2 separate regions of the Mus musculus genome follow, and region 2 is linked to region 1. The links are chromatin contacts, called in public HiCAR-type maps. All regions are on one chromosome and are shown on one strand. Each heading gives the region's core, a stretch centred on a gene start, on an enhancer-like site or on the middle of the called end of the contact. The rest is flanking DNA. Distances are from core to core; before and after follow the strand shown.

Region 1 (7,061 bases), core at 3,154-5,653:
ATATGTTACTTTACATTTTCCCTTATTGCTTTTTGTATTCTTTCTTTATTTTGTTCATTTGTTGTTTTGATTAATATGTGATGGAAGGAATTTCTTTTCTGGTACAATCTATTTGGAGTTCTTCTTGTATATTCATGGGCACTCTTTCTTTAGGTTAGGAAAGTTTTCTTCTATAATTTTGTTGAATATATTTACTGGCCCTTTGATTAGGAAATCTTTGCTCTCTTCTATACTTATTATGCTTAGTTTTGGTCTTCTCATTGTGTCCTGGATTTCCTGGATATTTTGGGTTAGGAGCTTTTTGCTTTTTTTATTTTATTTGACTGTTGTGTCAATGTTTTCTATGATATCTTCTGCACCTGAGATTCTCATTCTATCTCTTGCATTCTGTTGGTGATACTTGCTTCTATGACTCCTGATCTTTTTCCTAGCTTTTCTAACTCCAGGGTTGTTTCCCTTTGTGATTTTTTTATTGTTTCTATTTCCATTTTTATATCCTGGATGGTTTTATTCAATTTCTTCACCTGTTTTGCTGTGTTTTCCTGTTTTTCTTTAAGTGATTCACGTGTTTCCTCTTTATGAGCTTCTACATAATTGCCCGTGTTTTCCTGTATTTCTTTAAGGGAGTTATTTATATGCTCCTTAAAGTCCTCTATCATAGTCATGAGATGTGATTTTAAATCAGAGTCTTGCTTTTCTGGTGTGTTGATATATCCAGGGCTCATTGTGGTGGGATAACTGAGTTCTGATGATGCCAAGAAACATTGGTTTCTGTTGCTTATATTCATGCTCTTGCCTCTTGCCATCTAGTTATCTCTGGTGTTTGCTGGTCTTGCTGTTTCTAACTTTGTCTTGCCCCTTCTGCAAGCCTGTTTGTCAGTACTCCTGGGAGACCAGTTCTTTCCAGGACTGATTTGGAATGGAGAGCTGTGGCACAGGGTCAGCTCTGGGGTTCAGACAGAAAATGGAAGGATCCTGTTCCCAGCTGTTCCTTAGTTCCTGTGTCCTAATTGCTTTGGATATGCCTCTCTTGGGCCAGGAATTTGAACAGAAGTGGTGGTCTTACCTGTGCTCACAGGTATGTCAGCACTTCTAGGAGAACCTTTCTCTCTTTGTGGTATTTGTGTATGGAGATCTGTAGCACAGGACCAGCTTGGGGCACTGTAGCACAGGATTAGCTCTCGGCGCAGACATTGCCTTGTCATAAATTCCTATTCTGTATAAGACAGTAGAGGGGAAGAAAAATCATTCAACATGCATATAAAAATCTATTGAATATTCATTCATTCATTCATTCATTCATTCATTCATGTTGCTTTGAGACATAATACACCAGGGTGGACTTAGAATAAATACCTTCCAGCCTCATATTCCTTAGTATTGGAATCATGGGTCACAGGTGAATATCTCTCATATATTTAAATTATTGTTCTCCAGGTAGTAGCAATATTTAGGGAAGGTTTGCAAGTAGTAGCCTTTTTGGAGAAAATACTTCCATGGTGGCAGGCTTTAATATATTAGACTCATACCCATTCTAGTTCATTCTCTGTTACGTACCTATAGTTGAATATGTGATCTCTCAGCTACCTGCTTCTGCCAGTATGCCTGCCAACTTTTGCCATACTGTTCTGACTATTAGGGACTCTGACCCTCTAAAACCATAAGCCAAACTAATCTCCCTCTAAGTTACCTTGTCCTTGGGATTTTATCATGACAACTGAAGAGTACTCAATACAAATACTGTGCCCAGCTTCATTTGATCATTTTTGAGGTGGATCTTTGCACTTCTTATTTTATTATAAACTTTGTAAACATTTGTATATGTGAAAGACTAGGTGATTTGCTCAGCAAAAATTTCCAACATTTAAGTTGCATCATTAAACACTGAGATTCTCAAAGATTCAAATATTTGGCCCCCTTTATTAGGATATAAACCAAACCATTTTTGCCTCGTTCCCTCTTTAAACCCCACTTTCTTATTTCTTTTTAATTAAAAGATGTTTTTAATCTCTCTCATGTACAAATCTTTGTCCACAGTCTCATTTCTACTTATAGTATGTCACAATACCCATTCCTCCAAAGAATAATTTAAAGAAAATTTTATATTAGTTATTATAAACATATTTTACAATAGTTATTATAATACTTTTATAATGGTTATATTTATAACAGTTTTACAAAAGTTATTATAAAAGCTCTTACCCTGACTTCAAGCACCTCACATAAAGAATTTGTTACCATGAATTGAGGATGGGAGTAGATTCAGGCATAATTTCTCATCACCAGAATTTTAAAATGATTGATCTGCTAAGAAATTCAGATCTTACATGTAATTTATTTCAGATATAGTAGAATATTCTGTTAGTTGAGCCTGAAGTAACAGTATTTTCTCTTAAGAGGATTCACTATTTTTTAGAAGGTATATCATAAACCAACTAATAATTTATTTTGGTTTGATTTTCCATGCTACACCTTAATCAACTTCTATACAACATTCAGTACAGATGAGAAATGATATCACAGATACATATGTTTTGGCATTGCTTATTGGCTTCCTCACTCTTTCTAAGGTGAAGTACAGATATTTCTAAGTTGACCCATTTGTCAGGCCTGTAAAATGTTTTCCAGTGTCCTCTTTTTTCTTACATATAATTCCTCTACTATTCAGTTAATTAAAATTCCAAAATTATTGCGTACTTATTTCTTTATTAAATTTGTTAAATTTCTTTTAATTAAATTTTCCTCTTACTGGATGAGTAACATTTAAAAGGAATGGCTGCTTTTAAGTATTTTCCTATAAACAGTTGTTAGATAACTTGAATAAGTTACTGTAAGTATGCATTTTCTTTTCCTTTTTTGTTTATTCGTTGAAATTTTCAAATATATATATATATAATGTATCTTGATCATATCTAATGCCCTCTTTCCACTACTCCCTCCCTCTCCAAATACAATTGCCTCCCATCTATTATTTATCCTTTAAGATTTGTTTCATTATTAAGCATGATAGTGGTGGTGGTGTGTGTGTATGTGTGTGCATGTGTGTGGTTTTTTGGATACATGTGTGTGTGTATGGGGGGGTTATACATGTGAGTTAAGTGTTTATATAGTCCAGAGGGAAAATAAAATACCATGGATCTGGAGATGCAGTTGTGAGCCAACTGAGGTAGTTGCCAAGAACTGAACTGAAGTCCTTTGAAGAGCAGTAAACACTTTAAGTTCTGAGTCATTTATCCAGCCCCCATGTCTCTTTAAACAAATCACTCCACGAAGTCCAATTACTACTGCCATTATATGCACTGATGTGGATTGTTATCGACTGGGGCTACGGTAATCTTCCAGTTGCTATTCCCCAAGAAAAGTGATTCTCCTGCTCCCAGCAGCGATCAACTTCCAAGAGCTTCCTGGGAAGGTGTGGGGCCTCAGGAGCCCAGCTTCTTTGTGTGCTAAAATTTTTAAATGTCTTGATCTGTGCAGGTAGCTATATCTACTGTAAGTTCATGTGAGCAACTATTGCATTATGTCCAAAGGACAGCATTTCACACCACTCCTCTGTATTTTCTAATTAATTTATCTATTCTTTCTCCTCTTGTATGGCATTCACTGAGTGTTGGTATGGAGGAGGGCTGATATAGATGTCCTTATGTGTCACAAAGCACTCACAGTCACTTATTCTTAGCACTTTGAACACTGATGAGTCTCTTCATTAGAAGCTGCCTACTACAGTAAGATGCTCTCTGCTCAAGGTTAAGTTTAAAGCAAATCTGTGCACATTTATGTAAATATTTAGAGGGCAGTCTGATAACATGAATTTTGCAAAATAAAACAAATAGGTTTCCTCTTTCAGACTATGACTTCCACCTTCATGGGTTTTGACCAAGTTTCCAATACCCATACATGAATTTGCCAGTGAGGAGCAGATCTCAGGTCTAATCAAAAGAATGGTTGGTTAGCCCATAAACACAGTCTTGCTACTCTTAGCATCAATAGTACATATTGTCCTGTAGGTCAGTATTGTTTAGAATGCAGGGTCCAACACAGGGTTATGCCATTGATGTCTAGTGGTTGCCAGCAGCCAACAAAGCACATACCAGCCCGGTGAAAGCTAGCTAACAGAGAGATAGGTTTCTGCTTAGTTCAGGCTTTGTTTCTCTATTTTCTACAACCAAAATGTGTGATTTCTTCAGCAATGAGGAGTTACAATTTTAAAAAAATGTATCTTCCATAAATCTACTTCCTTAGAAACATAAGGTTTTGCTTTTGTAAGAATAATCCATGTAGAATTTTTTAAAATGAACAAACACCATTTTTCTTTCTTGACCCTTTTATTATGAAATGCACCCTGTGTCTATCCAGCTGTGTGGCTCTGGGCCAGTACTGTGAGTCACTGCCCTACATTCTGCATGTACAAACAGGAATTAACAGAAAGGAGAGGCAAGGATAGTGCTCTTGGGTCTTGCTTACAGTCAAACACCAGGGGAGGGAAGCTATTATATGATTTCCAGTGAAGTCTGATTTGCTGTAATTCTTTCAAATCACAACATTTTGAGTTTTAGTTAGTTGAGAAGATCAAAGAGATGGAGTTAGGATAAAAAGAGAAATGGTTCTCAAAAAGAAATTTTGATTATGTTTTAGCTAGGAAATCCCTTGACAATGTTAACAAATACTTCCACTAAAATGTCATAAAAGCAAAACATCAATGACGAAGTGTAAAACGAATGTGTTTCTCAGATCCATGAACTTGCAATAAATAACCTTGACAGGATGTAGGTATATCTCCTGGTGTTTTGCATCTCTCTGACATTTTCTCTCTCTCTCTCTCTCTCTCTCTCTCTCTCTCTCTCTCTCTCTCTCTCTCTCTGTTTTTCTTTCTCCCCCCCCCATGTTGTTACTAATACTGAGAAAGAATATTATAAATCATATTGTGAAATGTTCTGAAAATATTACTGATAGATTTATAGTTAGTAAAGTCAAGTTTTAAGGACATGGTCAGTTCCATACTGATTGGTTCTATGAGTGTTGGCTTACACTCATTCTCATGACCCAATTTTATACACTTCCCTCGTCCATTTCTTCCATTTTCCCCTTTCTCTCCTGCTCTAATATCAGCACAAAAAAATTTTTAGTGAGTCATTGGTGGTGGCTAGTGTTTAGCAAGTCCCACACTATCTAGTAATTACATGATATCAGCAACTGGTCCACATGAGCAGTTTGCACTTGGATTCTAGGCAGGTTAAACACATGGATTAAATAACTTTAGTGGGAACCAGATGGTTCTAATCAAAGAGCAATTGTTCTCATAGACAATCAGATGAGGAACAGATTCACAAGCAGATTCCCATGCCACGTTGACTAGAAGCTAACAGTGGAGCCTGAGCTCCCACGCCCAGCTTCCCTCCCTAAGGAAAAGAGAAATGAAAATGAGCCCAAGGGCAAAAGTGAGTCTGAACAGAAAGATATACTACACCATGTAGCTGCTAGAGAAAAGGGAAATTATAAAACAGAGGGGGGAAAAATCTAGAATTTCAGGAAATCATCTATTTGAAAATCTCTAAACCTCAACAGATTTATTCATCCTCATTTATTAGTTTATTTCATTCTTCCTTTAGATAAAGATATAATTCTTCTTTTAATATTATATGTAAGTTGATCTAGATTCATAGATACTTTTGTGTGGAAAATTGGGGACATAAGATTGCTGTTAGGGATACCTGAGAACTTGTTTAATAAAACACATAAGTATTTGTGCTTAAAGTCAGTATAGAATTCTTTAAAACCCCAGAGTTACTTCTACAGGTCCTGTTTTCATAAACAGAAAAATGTCAGTAATTTTCTTGTGGTCTCTAACAGTTAAGTATTGTATAAATATTGTTGTCAGTGTGACTGCTGTTATTTTTATCCTGACTTTACTAAGTCCATTTACTGAAGCCTTCTCTGGTAAAAGGTCTGGAAAGCTTCAAGTCCATACAATCAAAAACAATGATGAACTCCCTTAGGAATGCAGCTTCACTAAACACCACATGAACAGAGCCTTGCTGAAGCTGGGAAAATGTTGTAAAGTGTGGTAGAAATATCCATATGAGGAGGCAAATGGACATTGGACATTTCAGCCTTCCTCTTTGTGTTTCAGTGAACCAAATATAAGAACACATAATAGAAGGTGAAGAAATGGGACACAATGTAGGAGAAAGGCAAGTGGCAAAAAGAGAGTGAGGAAGGATCAGGGAAGAGAGAAGAAATTGAATTCTGAGCCAAAATGGCTTTCATTGACTACAGCTTGCTGACTATAGCCCTTTGGCTGATAGGTAACTCTGGCATATAGCCTTGAAGACATGAAGCTATGGAACCACTGCCAAGATTTTACTTTTCATTTTTTCATTCAAATAAAAAAGATTAGGGGCCCATAAATATGTTTGTAAATTGTGAGCATCACTAATAATGGAAAAGGGTTCAAGATTATTACCATGTAATATTTGAGCTTCCTCTATGTTGTTATCATCTAGCAATATTAATCTGTCTCCTCCAAATCAATCACATTTGCTTTAGATATACAATTTTCTTTCCTTTCCTGGAAATTGGAGCAATCATTTCTTCAGAAATAGACTTTGTTGTTTCTGTGCATTTCTCCTACATAGAGGGACAAAGAATATGAAAACAGAGAAATGTAGAGTCATTTGAAAAGAGGAGGGAATGCTACTTTTAAAAAATCACTGTCTAACATCTTCAATGAATATAGTAACAAAATTTCTTTCAAGGGAAAACTGTTTTTATTTAGGACACTGCTTTATAGACTTTTGAGTTACAAAGACTATAGCATCTATATGTGAAAGAGATACACACATACATAATTTGTCTAAAATCATAGAGTATTGACCTTCATTTGTTTATTAAATCTAGGGTACCAAGTACAAAAAAAAATGGAATATGTGCCAGATAACTTTAACTGTCAAGTTGCCACAATCTCAAATCAGCTGGGGAGCAATATAGGAAGGTTATAGGAATGTCTGTTGGAGGCTGTCTTGATTGTTAACTGATGTTTTAAAATTATTAAGAGCATCTCT
Region 2 (6,475 bases), core at 3,231-5,730, 650 kb before region 1:
TCATCATCTCTCAAGGGATAGATGAAGCTCAGTGAAAGAACAAAACTTGGCTTTTGTTCTAGAAATTCGAACCTTATAAATAAAATGGGGATTTGTGTAATCTGTAAAATAGAGTGCATGTGAAAGCAGAGAAAAGTCTGTTGGCTGCATATTTGGAAGGATGGTTACCATCAGGACAAAAACTAATGGGTTGTTCAGGGAGGAGAGAGACAGAAAAGTTCCTGGTATGTAGACATCTAAGTGTTCCATTCTGTTTCCTGTCAATGTTCGGGAGAAGGCAGGGCTTGTTTAGAGGCTAGTAAGGCAGTAACCCATGGGGGCTCTAACAGATGGCGAATGATAACTTCATGCGGGTGGATTTCTATGCTCCAAGACTGGTACCAAAGCTTTCACCTAAACACTGCAATAGTAAGACAGCCTCTCCAGAAGTTATATGAGAGCCTGCTTGAAGACCATATTGGCCTCCTATCTCCAGTGAACCTTAATATGGCTCCAGAGACTCGGGAGATCATCAGGAAACGTTCAGCTGCAGATTTTAGTCTACTTTTCAGACTCTTAGTAATAATTCAGTTACGTAATAAAACTTTAATTTTATTTATCACATATGTAATTTTGTAGGCTTTCATTACCCTGATGCAATCGAGAAAGATAAATCATATCTTGTGCAAGTATACATTTCTTTTTAATAGAAATAAATTGTTTTACTAAACAATAAGTCCCTGTTTTTTAAAAAGACATTGCATTTTCTTTTTCTTTTCTTTTTTTTTCTTTTGCAAAGATGAATGTAAAGTGCTAGTAAGATTCACTCTGTTGAAACATGAAAACAGGATCTTAGTCTCAAACAGCTCAGCCTGATGAGGAAGGAAGTCATAAACGAGTAATCAGTAGGCAGACCATTTCAAATTCATTGTAGTATAGCTTGGATCAAAAAAAAAAAAAAAAAAACCCAACCAGTCATGGTGCTTGCCTTGCTTGCCAGGGCCTTCAGGAGACCCCTCTTGGCTTGAGGAAGGCCCGCCTACCTACTTTAGGCTAGATACCCCAATGCCCAAGGCCATGCATGCACACTACCCCAAAGTCTGGGGAACCAGAGATGCCTGACTCTGAAGACAGAAAGGTACCCTGAGGCCCTGATCCTAGGTTGGAATAGGACCCAGCCCCAAAATGACTGCATGGGTCAGGTGACAGCTCAGTCTCTATTTCTATCAGTGAAAGAGACTTTTTTATTTTTAACCCATTTTGGACAGGTTCTGTGGGCAGAGGTCAGACCACAGCCACCAACTTCCTGTTCCTTTCCATCCCTCAAACCATCCATAGTCCTGTTGTCAAACAAGCCACCCCCAAACCCCAAACCAACCACTACCACCACCCAAAAACAACCAACCAACCAACCAACCAACCAAAACCTTCCAAAGCACCCCCCCCCCAAAACAGTTAATCAATAGCTCACAAATGAAATTCCTAGATGTTATGCATAGAAATTTGGGTCTTCGGAATAGTGGTCATGAGGGAAAAATAGTTTACTCACAAAAATGTATTTACTAAGACTTTATAGAATAGTAATCTCGGCTAAAGAATATGTAGAAAGATGACTGTCGTTGATGGAGTACTACTCAGCTATTAAAAAGAATGAATTTATGAAATTCCTAGCCAAATGGATGGACCTGGAGGGCATCATCCTGAGTGAGTTAACACATTCACAAAGGAACTCACACAATATGTACTCACTGATAAGTGGATATTAGCCCAAAACCTAGGATACCCAAGATATAAGATACAATTTGCTAAACACATGAAACTCAAGAAGAATGAAGACTGAAGTGTGGACACGTTGCCCCTCCTTAGAATTGGGAACAAAACACCCATGGAAGGAGTTACAGAGACAAAGTTTGGAGCTGAGACGAAAGGATGGACCATCTAGAGACTGCCATATCCAGGGATCCAACCCATAATCAGCTTCCAAACGCTGACACCATTGCATATACTAGCAAGATTTTGTTGAAAGGACCCAGATGTAGCTGTCTCTTGTGAGACTACACCGGGGCCTAGCAAACACAGAAGTGGATGCTCATAGTCAGCTATTGGATGGATCACAGGGCTCCCAATGGAGGAGCTAGAGAAAGTACCCAAGGAGCTAAAGGGATCTGCAACCCTATAGGTGGAAAAACATTTTGAACTAACCAGTACCCCGGAGCTCTTGACTCTAGCTGCATATGTATCAAAAGATGGCCTAGTCGGCCATCACTGGAAAGAGAGGCCCATTGGACACGCAAACTGTATATTCCCCAGTACAGGGGAATGCCAGGACCAAAAAAATGGGAATGGGTGGGTAGGGAAGTGGGGGGAGGGTATGGGGGACTTTTGGGATAGCATTGGAAATGTAATTGAGGAAAATATGTAATAAAAAATATTTTAAAAAATTTAGTTTTTAGCTATGACAAACTTGAAATTCAGCTTTTAAGTTAATATATGCATACACACATATGCACATATATAGCCAATACATTTTATACACACATAAACACATGCACACACACACACACACACACACACACACACAACACAAAAGAAGGAGAGACTGAGGGAGATTAAATCGGCATTTTATACAGCATCTGAAGGAAGCTCTCTGTAACCAAACTGAAAGTGGATAAAATTTGGAGAAGGGAAAGAAAGAAAAAATGATGGTATACATATCAGTATCAGAGGTATAGATTGGAGATCTAGGAAACATAAGTGCTATTATCTCCCTAAGGGAGTATAGCAAAACATTGAGAACCAACTTCCACTCTCCAGGCAGTGCCTATGGCCAAAACTTTGAAGACATAACTTTAGTGGGTAGGAAAGGAGGTGCTGGACTGACAGAGAGCTGAGAGGGCTGCCAGAGGCCATATTGGGAATCAGGGCAAGATAATTAATGGAAGAGGGGAAACTGGGGTGAAGGGTCAAATGCTGCTTCTGAGAAGCTACAAAGAATTTGAGCTGAGATGGGCACCAGTAGCACTGCTGAAAGTTGTCATGACATGTCATGTCATGTCACATTTTCGAGGCCTTTGGGAAGCAGGGACTCCCAGAGCTAGTTGCTTTCTCTTCTTCCTTTTTACCCCCTCTTCCTTTCTGTTAATTCATGTGTGTAGATTTATTAAATCCTCATATTTTCAGTTTATTTTCATTTTGATCTATTTCTCTAATGTTATTTATATTTAAGTAAAGAATTCTTGTACATTAAAACAAAATAAAATCCACAGCTACAAAATTATATAGTATATGTAGGTATTTGTGTGTATTTACACATACATATTTGTGTTGACCTAGTTCTGATTTTTTTTTTCACCTAATTATCATTATGGAGATTTTTCATCCTAATCTGTATGCATAATGCATAATTATGTTAAGTTTGTGTAGTGTTTCTGTTGGACACAATATAAAATTCACTGCCAATTTCTATTAATAAGGGTGTGCTTGCTGATTCTAAGTTCCAGTTCTTGATTAAAAATGACTGTAGTGAATATTCTTGTATGTTTCTTTTTAAGTATGTGCAAAATCTTTGGGTATCCTTGAAAACATAGTACGTATTTGAAAGGTGTACTATGTGCATAAAATTTGTGACTTTTGTGCATAAAAGAGCTTAATTGCATGCAAAATGTATTTTATTTAATACTTTAACAGAGGGTGTATAGTAGTTTCAGAATTGAGCCCCCAATGGAGGAGCTAGAGAAAGTATCCAAAAAGCTAAAGGGATCTGCAACCCTGTAGGTGCAGCAACATTATGAACTAACCAGTACCCCGGAGCTCTTGACTCTAGCTGCATATGTATCAAAAGATGGCCTAGTCAGCCATCACTGGAAAGAGAGGCCCATTGGACACGCAAACTTTATATGCCCCAGTACAGGGGAATACCAGGGCCAAAAAATGGGAATGGGTGGGTAGGGAAGTGGGGGGGGTATGGGGGACTTTTGGGATAGCATTCTAAATGTAATTGAGGAAAATACGCAATAATGAAAAATATTTAAAAAAATAAAAGAAGGAACAAATAAATCTTATAAAAATTAAAAAAAAAAGAAAAGAAAATGTGTCAGCTTGATGGAAATTTCTAGATAGGAATGAGACTCCTGTGTGAAAACCTCATTAAAAGAATGTGAGTGGCAATAGGTGGGTCAGGTCTATGGCAGCTCAGGAGAGCCTGGACTCTTATTATGATACTACCTGGGACTTTATTATGTAAGTTTTATGAGACATCCCAGAAAACTATTTGTTTAAAATATTTCAAAGCCAGGAAAAAAGTTCAACTTGTAGTTCAGAAGGAAGAGAAATTGGAAACATCTGGTGAGTTCAGTTGCAGACATGGCTTGAGCTGACGTGCGATGTAATAACCAGGCAGCTGACTAGTCCAGTCTAATTCTGGTGAATAATATTTTCTCAGCAGTCTCCTGGCCATAGAGTATCAAAAGGCAATGGGAACATGTTGTAAAGTGCCTTGATGCCTGGAACAATTACACTCTGGAAACATTGTCTTGGCTGGCTGAATATGACCACAGCCACAGCTCACTCTGCAAACAGAATTAGTCATGGAGAGACTGTCGAACAGCATTCTGCAGAACTTTCTTGTTCAGGTTCAGCGCATGATATCATGTTGTGCCTTCACACCCTGGAATGATATTGATGCCAAACACTAGGCATAAAATATAATGTAGGACTTTGCTTTGCATGGTTAGATAAGAAGTCTTTCTCAGTAATTGCTGACTGTTGTCTTTGTAGAGTTATTTTATGTACATGTGGGTCTGTATTTCAGGTTTATCTTTTATTAGTATTTTAATATTATGAAAAAACATAAATTATTGGTGTCTATAGAAACACAATGATCTCCAGTTCCTTCATGTGCTTTTGTGTCTTTCTGATCTTTCATCTCTCAGTATTCTTCCCATGAAAAAAATTACTTTTTGTTCCCAGTGTACATATACCTTGTGATTTTTGTATTTTAATTTATTTATATGCCTGTATTCAACCAATTATGTCTGATTTTTTTAAATTTAAAAGTGATTATTTATTTTTGTTATGTGTGTATGTGTGGTTGCCTGCACGTCTGTTTGTGCATCACACATGTGCCGGATGCCCACAGAGGCCAGAAGAGGGAGTAGCAGCCATGTATGTGCTGGGAACTGAACCCTGGTATGTCACAAGAACCACACGTGCTCTTAACTGAGCCATCTCTCTAGCTTCACTTACCTGCCTCTTAAAATTAGGCTGATTTGTAAGTATGTTCCTTGTGATGAGTAATTGGAGAATTTATTCACAAATGAAGAACAAATGTTTATAACAGAGATGAATCAACTAGGTAATAACAAGACCACACAGTACTTTGGTATAAAATCTAATTTGGCTGCTAGTACTCATTTTTTTTTCTTCTATGGGTCCACTCTTGTATCTGGCTTTTTTTTTTAAGACTATCTTTCCCTGTAATTTTCCAAAGGCAATTTTCTTTCACTGAAAACATCAGTGAGTAAATCTGCAATTATTGACCACTTTTGAAGGCTGCTGATGGTTTTGCGATCTGATGGAAGAGGTAAGTGTGCTCTAATGGAAAGTTAGAGTGTTTTCTGCTCTATACAGATACTATAACCTAAAGTATGGCTAAAGCCAAGTCACTGCCTCAAATTAAGGAAACCTCAGAAATATTGTTCATAGTATTAATTAATTGTTCACATTATTTATAAACCAGTACCATCAACCAGTACTTATTGAATATTCCCTTATACCAAATACAACTCTGAATATTGTAGCAGACATCAGCTAGACATCCAAATTGGTACAACACACAGTGACACATAGATAGGGATTTTTCCAACTTTGGTTTTAGTATCATTCTGCATTCAGTTAATAAAAACATTTTCTTTAAGTTGAATATGACTTTTATATATCATTTGTTCTATCATTTACTGCATTTAATCTTTAGAAAACTACTCTTTTAGTCTGTTTTCTGAAAGAAAAGCTTTCTTTCTTGAATGCTTTTGCCCCAGAGCTTCTGTAATGTCACTTCAGGTTTGTATGGACTAGCTGAATTTCATGCCCAAACAGCTGCATTTTCTTTGTGCAGGCACATGTGTGTATTAAGGTACAGGCAGACAATGCATAATGATGCTAGAATATATGGCTTTTATGTTTTAGGAGGGCTAGGGTATGGTCCAAAATATGAGAAATTAAGATAATTTATGACAGGGAGTGGCAGGAGATTATCTTACTTATTGACTCCATGTTTTCTGACTCTGGGAAATTCCTTGTATTTTCTGAGGCTTGTTTTCCTTGTCTTTGGAATACTGTGAATACCAGAAATAATATTTGTTGAGCACCTTGTAGAGGGAAATCATAGTTTGCACTAAACGCGTAGCTAATAACAGAATCAACGACTGGGGGTTAGCAGGGAGAGTAAGATCTTCCTGCCAGAGGCAAGAATCTGTGAGGTGCACATGGATACTCCATG

What was found. HiCAR-type assays count read pairs that join an accessible place to other places.
Region 2: a HiCAR-type map of fibro-adipogenic progenitors shows a contact between it and region 1, with 5 times the contacts expected there. The contact joins two enhancer-like sites. A contact is called at or near these places in 1 of 39 promoter capture datasets (cranial neural crest), 3 of 484 Hi-C or Micro-C datasets (all in uterus) and 2 of 115 datasets of contacts at active chromatin or transcription factors (fibro-adipogenic progenitors and heart atrium).

What each region holds. Positions count from the first base shown.
Region 1 is chr1:45,019,658-45,026,718 of GRCm38.p6, reverse strand. No RefSeq gene overlaps it. Among named protein-coding and RNA genes, the nearest start is that of 4930521E06Rik, 280 kb to the right of the region's middle. Within about 2 kb of position 4,403, at least 77 of the 459 cell types and tissues checked have an H3K27ac peak or open chromatin away from gene starts, as enhancers often do. A contact at or near this core is called in fibro-adipogenic progenitors and uterus, where this site is marked.
Region 2 is chr1:45,673,931-45,680,405 of GRCm38.p6, reverse strand. No RefSeq gene overlaps it. Among named protein-coding and RNA genes, the nearest start is that of Gm23216, 8.4 kb to the left of the region's middle. Within about 2 kb of position 4,480, at least 43 of the 459 cell types and tissues checked have an H3K27ac peak or open chromatin away from gene starts, as enhancers often do. A contact at or near this core is called in fibro-adipogenic progenitors and uterus, where this site is marked.